2 separate regions of the Mus musculus genome follow, and region 1 is linked to region 2. A link is a contact called in public ChIA-PET data. All regions are on one chromosome and are shown on one strand. Each heading gives the region's core, a stretch centred on a gene start, on an enhancer-like site or on the middle of the called end of the contact. The rest is flanking DNA. Distances are from core to core; before and after follow the strand shown. Region 1 has its middle 29 kb from the start of Gm41333. Region 2 overlaps Pvt1 (Pvt1 oncogene).

The links. ChIA-PET counts read pairs in DNA pulled down with a chosen protein or histone mark.
Region 1: an RNA polymerase II ChIA-PET map of memory CD8 T cells shows a contact between it and region 2, with 55 read pairs. The contact joins two enhancer-like sites. A contact is called at or near these places in 4 of 115 datasets of contacts at active chromatin or transcription factors (CD8 T cells, fibro-adipogenic progenitors, memory CD8 T cells and 1 more).

The regions. Positions count from the first base shown.
Region 1 is chr15:62,696,859-62,700,193 of GRCm38.p6, forward strand. No RefSeq gene overlaps it. Among named protein-coding and RNA genes, the nearest start is that of Gm41333, 29 kb to the left of the region's middle. Within about 2 kb of position 1,938, at least 72 of the 459 cell types and tissues checked have an H3K27ac peak or open chromatin away from gene starts, as enhancers often do. A contact at or near this core is called in CD8 T cells, fibro-adipogenic progenitors and memory CD8 T cells, where this site is marked.
Region 2 is chr15:62,164,524-62,168,070 of GRCm38.p6, forward strand. The region is part of intron 1 of Pvt1 (Pvt1 oncogene); the gene reads left to right. Among named protein-coding and RNA genes, the nearest start is that of Pvt1, 130 kb to the left of the region's middle. Within about 2 kb of position 1,343, at least 63 of the 459 cell types and tissues checked have an H3K27ac peak or open chromatin away from gene starts, as enhancers often do. A contact at or near this core is called in CD8 T cells, fibro-adipogenic progenitors and memory CD8 T cells, where this site is marked.

The DNA.
Region 1 (3,335 bases), core at 688-3,187, 530 kb after region 2:
TCTGAGATATACTCAGAATTTTTATTTGGGCTGGACCCTAGGAACCAAATAGTAAACAGAATAGTTAGTCCCTGGCAATAAGGAGGGTTGGGTAGTTTGCTTTCAGAAATGTGAGAGAAAGCAGATCAACTGTGTAATGCTAGGTTTGGTCTTAAAAGATCTCAGAGATAAAAAATAATGCCTACCAAATATTGCCCTACCTTATTTTATCCAGACAGAAATAAAGACTGAAAAGGTACACAAGGTGAGACGTTATGGCCAGAGCCATAGTCACATGACCAAATGGATGCTCATTTCTTTGCACCTGTTTCTGTGCTTTCCCCATAGCAGTTTAGCCACTCTCGACTTGGTTTAACTCAGCACACATTCCTCTTATACGCTTGCTATATCTCCAGAACCAGGTCTAGAGTAGAAAATGTAGGAAGCCATCAACAAAGATCTATTTACAGGTGCATCCTGCTTCACCTAATCCTTACAAAAACATTGTGAATCTGAGACCCTTATCTCAAAAACAAAAGAATAAATGAAGCATCATCTGTCGTCTCATTCCACATCACATGATTCTAGTCTTAAGTTATTAGACCTCTCATTCTGGGTTTTCCAGTCAGTACCAAGTGATCTTCCTTGCCACATATCTTTCTTTATTCTTTCCTTGACAACTGTTATACTCTCTTACATGTTTATTTCCTCAAGCCTTTGTTGTAATTCAGTTGTTAGGGATGGACAGTGATCTGGGGAACTGAGAAAGTCACTGATCTCAGGAGCTAAGAAGGTCCATAGACCAAAGACCACACAGAGCCCATAGATTTTGCAGATCAGTTTTTTTTTTTAATGCTAAGAATAAAAATGGAGCAAAGTAAAGGAGAGGCAGACTGACCAGAAGAAGCCTCCTTCTCAATGAAGTATCCAGGGGAAACTCTACTGAAGGAACAGTATCTGAATGTAGGCCGAACATTGTGCAGACCATGGATAGAAAGGGGAAGTCAGGCAACAGCCTTGGGTCTACTTTGAGAATAGAAACACAAGTCAAGCCTTGGTGAAGGAGTCAATAAACTGTATCAGATAAGAACACATGGGCAGACATCAATCCTGCTGGTAGGAACTATATTCTGAGCTAATGATTGGCTTACTCACATAAGTAGAGTCATTCAAATTCTCTGTATCTTATTCTGCCCTTCTCTAGGAGGGTACTGATGAGAGCATTCACTTCTGGGGTCATGTGAGGATTTTAAATTGAAAGCAGTACCTGGCACACATTCAACAAGTACCCACTAGTTCTTGCTACTTCAGAGCTAATATCATTATTTATTCTGCTTTTATACTTTCTTCCTTTGAAAAACAGCAGGAGCTTGTTATACACGTATTTCTCCAATAAAGTGTGAGGAAGGCCAATAAAATAAAATCAATAAAAGAGGAAGCTGTTCTGGCTGACTCAAGGGAGTAGCAGGCAAGCACACCATCTGTTCAACCCCACCCAGGCCCCATGGTGGTCCTGAGGATGCCCTGGGCTCCAGCACTCACAGCTAACTACTTTCCTGTGAGAGCTCAAAACAGAGAGATTAGCATCAAAAAAGTGGGGGGGCTAGATACGTCACTATCAAAAAATGAAAACTGTAAAGTAGAATATCTTGGTTCTTTTAAACAAGACCTTTTCTTCTCTGTCTCTGTGTGCCTCTCTGTGCCCCTATCTCTATCTCTCTAGGTCTCTCTGACTCTTGTCTCTCTCTCCTTTTCTTCTTCTTTCCTTCCTTCCTTCCTTTGAGAAAAGAGATTACCAGGCCACACCACCAAAGCCACCCTTCTTGAGGTGGTTTTTGGAGCTTGTTTATGTTGCTCAGACTTAGTCATAAGTTCAGAACATTCTGTGGGTTTTACTGGAACTCAGTATCATGGCTCATCCCAACTCAGCTTGCTCTGTCTGAGGCTGCCAGTGGCCTCCCATGGGACAATGGCTCAGAGTCTCAGGCTGCACACACGAGAAAGCAGGTCTTGTGGTTCCTCATAAGCCTTAGGAATGGCCTCTCTATTTCCAAAGGCCTGCAGTTAAACTTAGGAACCAGAAGAGGTGTGTTGACTCATATTTGATGTTCCCTGGGGACACCTGCTACTTCCTGAAGCCTAGTAGCTTGTCATTTTGTGTTCCTAGATATGTTTCTCCCACCCAGAAATCCACAAAGTTATGGTATTTTTCCTTGTATGTACCTTGCAAGCTGCTGTAGGAGTTGGGTGTGGTTAGCCCAAATATCGGTTTGTTGTTGAAGGTTTGATGGTTTCTGACTGTTTACTTAGCTTTAGTTCACTGGAGCACTTAGCAACACTTCATCTTTTGGGGGTTTCTGAGCCTCACCTTGTGTGCCCAAAGACACTTCTGTTGTGTGTTTTCTTACATGTAGATGGAGCGCAAGCACTTTCACACCTAGAATCTGGTGTGAACCCATCAGCAATACTGTGAGGCACAATTAAAACTCTTCCTTTAGGAGATGAAAATGGGACCCAAAGGCATTAACTAAGTTATATAGGTTCACTCAGTGGATGGGCATGAAAACATCCTTAGAGCTACATCAGGTGGACTCCTGGTCCTCTTTTCTATTCACTTTGCTATATTTTAATGTGACAGCCCATCAGATTTTAACATGAAGATCATTGCATCTCTCATAAGATGTTTGCATTCTTGATACTTGTGGTTTACTTACTTGGTTGAATTTAAAGATTCAGTGGGAGAAAGAAAGAAACAGAGAAGGAGGGAGGGAGGGAGGGAGAGAGGGGGGGCTAGGGGGACACTGGGTGTTTATGTGCATGTGTAATGTGTATGTTTGTGTCAATGTGTAGAGAAATGGGCAGAAAAAAATAAGAAATTAAATTTCTGTTTGATCTGGTTTCAGTTTCCAGAGCTATCAAGCAAAAGGTGTGTAAAGAGTACTTCTAAAATCCTTATGAGCTTATAATACTAAACCTCCATGCTGTAACAAGAGGGATAGTGATGTGTCCTATTCTCTGTCACTCACTTTTATACTTAAAGACCTTTGTTTCTCCCAAAGTCAAATCGATTGAAGAGAAAAATCTAGTGGGGGCACCAGGACAAAGGGCTCGCTAGCGTTTGATGTACCCACTGCCAGGAGGAGATGTGAGCCTAAAAGGAAGCTGTTTTGTTTTGTGCACGTTTCCTGCGATGTTTCTTTGGTGGTAGGGTTGAGATAATTCAGCATCACTGGTTTTCTAGTTGTTCCAAATTCCAATAGAAACATAATGGTCTGAAGATGCCTGGTCGCATCTGAAATGATGAGTATATGAGGTTAAATTCCCCATGCCTCAGGGAGAGTGTTTGGGAAGAAGCA
Region 2 (3,547 bases), core at 93-2,592:
ATTGAGCCTTTGTGTGAAAATGATGTTTTTTTGTTTGTTTGTTTTTTGTTTGTTTGTTTGTTTGTTTTTTTTGTTTTTGTTTTTTGTTTTTTTGTTTTTTTTTTTTTTTTTTGACTTGCTTCAGAGCTTGAAGGCCAGGACCGAAACAACTTATTCTTAACCTATGAAGCCACCAAATTGGCCCCTGGCCCCTGGGCTTTGTGACTTTGAACTTAACACTTGTTTCTCTTCCTCTCTCCTGCCCCAGCTTTGCTTGATGAGCAAAACAGGATTTTTCTGAAGAAAAATCTTTGAGATACACCCCCTCAACTATTTTTGGGTTTCTTACTTTGTGGGAGGGAGAGAGAGAGAGAGAGAGAGAGAGAGTGAGAGAGAGTCAGAGAGTCATGTGTTCCTGTTAAGGTTTGTTTTAAGTATGAGCAGTTGTTTACCTTTCTAGACAGCTTTCTTTGATTTTCTTCTCCCTGCCTAACCCACAGCATCCTGTGGCCTTGAGGCTTCTTCAGCACCTTGTCTCTGCTCTCTGCCCCAAAGCATGCTGGAGCTCCTTCAACTCTCTAGCTGGAGCCCCTTTTGCACAAGGAAGGCCTACAGTAGCTGGAAGAGCCCAGCAGAGAATTTCTAGACCTTTGCTGTCCCAAAGGAAGAGAGGAGTTTGCCTGGATGCGTAGCCGTGCCCACAGTCACCTGGGTGTACGTGAGCGGAACCGGAACTTCAGCTGAGATTTGCAGTTTCTCTCTGGGGCTATTGCTCCCAGCCCTTTGGTCCCTGAGTCCTCTCTCTGACTTCCTTATAGTGCTCCTGCTTCGATTCCTCCTGGGCTTCAGAGCGATGCATTCGTTTCGCATTGTTTGATGCAGGGTTTCATGTTGACCAAGTTGGCATTAGCTGTACTCAAGGCTTCCGATCCTTCTGCCCCTACCTCTCTACCACTGTGTATACTTCCCATGTGAGATATATATTATATTCCATGTGGATTCCTTCAAGATGAGCCAATGGCAGTGTAGTATAAGTGAAGAAACTTGAACATTGAGCCCGTGTGTGAAATGCTGCTTTTTTTTTTTTTCTTCTAATTATGATGGAAAAGATGTATGAAAATCAAGAGGGACTGAGGGATTGCTGTATAGATATGTCTGCCTGTAAACGCATGACCACATCTGTTGTTGCACACTCAGACCTGTCTTACACAAACATCTTCAACCTCATTTTACTCTGCCATTGGCAATAAAATAGCTTTTATTTAAAAAAATAAATTAAAAACCCCCAAAACAGTGATCACATGGTAAACCCCAAACTGGAGGCTGGGTGACTCCAGCGAGTGACTTCTTTGGGATTGATATCTTCTTTGATGAGATTCATGGTTGGCTTCTGTCCTGTCCTGGGCTGACTCATAGGTTGATAGTTGACCCGGGGTCACTTGAGATCATTTTCATATTTAAGAACTCATTTGTATGTTTGTTTCTTTTTTTCCTTTGTCAGTATTTCCCTCCTCACCCCTGTGTGTGGATATGTGTACTGGGGTGTCATGAAACTACTTAGAGGAGGTTCTCTGTGGGGCATAAGCGAAAACTCACAAGGATCGTTGGAAAGCAAAATAAAACGAAACAAACCCTGCCAGTAAGTTCTTGTCTGTGTTGCTCAATGCCTCCTTCTCCACCTCAGGACTTGTTAACCTCACAGGAACTCTGGGCTGGATTCCTCCTTCAGCACAGCACAGTCCTGGTATGGGAGTTTAGGAGATTCTGTTCTTAAGGAAGTATTACGCGGTATTCCCTCTCTCTCTGCTATGGATTAGACCTCCCACTTGACATCCTCTTTGCTCTGTTCAGCTGGCTTAAGGAAGAGTTAAGGACTTCTTTTGGCTTTCGAAATCCCGATTGCCTGGAGCGTGAGTCTTTTTCTGGGGCTTAGGTCTTGCTCTATGTAGGTTGACCTGTGGCTCCAGCTTGCTCCCCTTTTTCCTGTTGAGTGTTGGCGACATCCTGGTTTTCTTGAGTCATTAGTAAAGTGGAGGATACCCATTTCATGCTTTCATAAAGCCCTCAACCCTCTGACATAAACTTAGGCCTTATCCATGTGACTAACTGGCTAAATGAAAGATGTGTTGCTAACAGTGCGCTACGTCTCTGTAGTAGCCTCATCACTCTGGAATCTCCAGAAAAGACTTTCTGAGGATGTGTGGAACCCTAGGGATTTGTGGCATACACTTGGAAAGCACACCAGGAGAGACCTGTAACCTGGGATCTTGAGGACCCTAGCATCCACTTACTGCATTATGTTGAAGGCAATCCACACAGATTGTTCTATGTTTAGTTTTCATTGAATCATTTAAGGTGCTTGAGTCTGTGCCCCATGTTCCTGAAAGGCCACAATCTCAGAGGCAAACTTCACTCTGTATACCTGATGCTACACAGGAAGGAAGTAGCGAGAACTCTGCCTAAATTCTGAGCTATACTGCCTCCCTGCGATATGCGTCGTCTGCTACCTGATACTGACATCAAGGTCTGCCCTGGACTTTGGTTCTTTGAACTGTCCCCCCTGACTGCCACCTCTGGCCCTGGCATTTGGCTAGTGAGGTGCTCCCAGCTCAGGGATATGCTATAATAATAAGCTAAAGGCAGCAATGGATTCTGGAACACCCTTCTCGTTTAGCTCTGTGTATCACCTGTTTCCTAATTGCCTCAAGCAAACATCACCCTCTCTCACTGTCCTCACCGACCGTTGTCTGCACAAGCCCCAAGCTCTTCTCATTTCCCTTTCTCGATAGCCCATGTATCTCAAGTATTATCCTCAGAAAGGAGGTCAGTTGGACTCTAGGATCTTAACTAAAGGAGGTCCTCCAAGTGTCCGTACCTTTTCAATGGGGAGACTGAAGCTAGGGTCTGGATTTTTCCCAAGGCTGGTTCTGCTTCTCCTATGGCTATCTTCTCAGAATGAAGAAGCTCCTGGTTGCCTCCGAGGCTCTTTCTACTTCACGACCATGGAAGCCAAGGCACCCAAAGCAACTGTGGACTGCTCAAGGGGTGGCTAATTTGGGAAATCTCACATCAGTTCTGAAGCTCGGGTTGCCAGCTGTCATCTCCTTGATTCCAGGAGCTTGAGAGTTTCTCATCACTATAGGAATGAGGATTTAGACCATAGTGATGTGTTGGTGGCCTTCTGTGACCTCTCCACAGGGACCGCAGGAACACCATGGTTCACTGATCTAGTAATGAAGGCTATGGCTGTGGAATTCTTCCACACTTTGCATTTTTGGACTGTCGTGTGAAGCATGTGTCCTGTTCATTGGATAGCAAAGTAAAGGCCTGGTTTATTAACCCAGTGTCCTTGTACATCTTCCTCGCTCCTTCTTTCAAATCATGTAAATCACACATGCCTCCTCCAGGAAGTTTTTCAGGAGTTCTTTAGTTGTTATCTTTGCCATTAAATCCTACACATTATACAACCAAAGGTTCACCAAGCTTTGCACACTGAGTGTCAAATCACTGTGGTTGGTCGTTTATGCTATAGCAGGTTCAGCTGACTTCCTTGTTCAACAAATATATG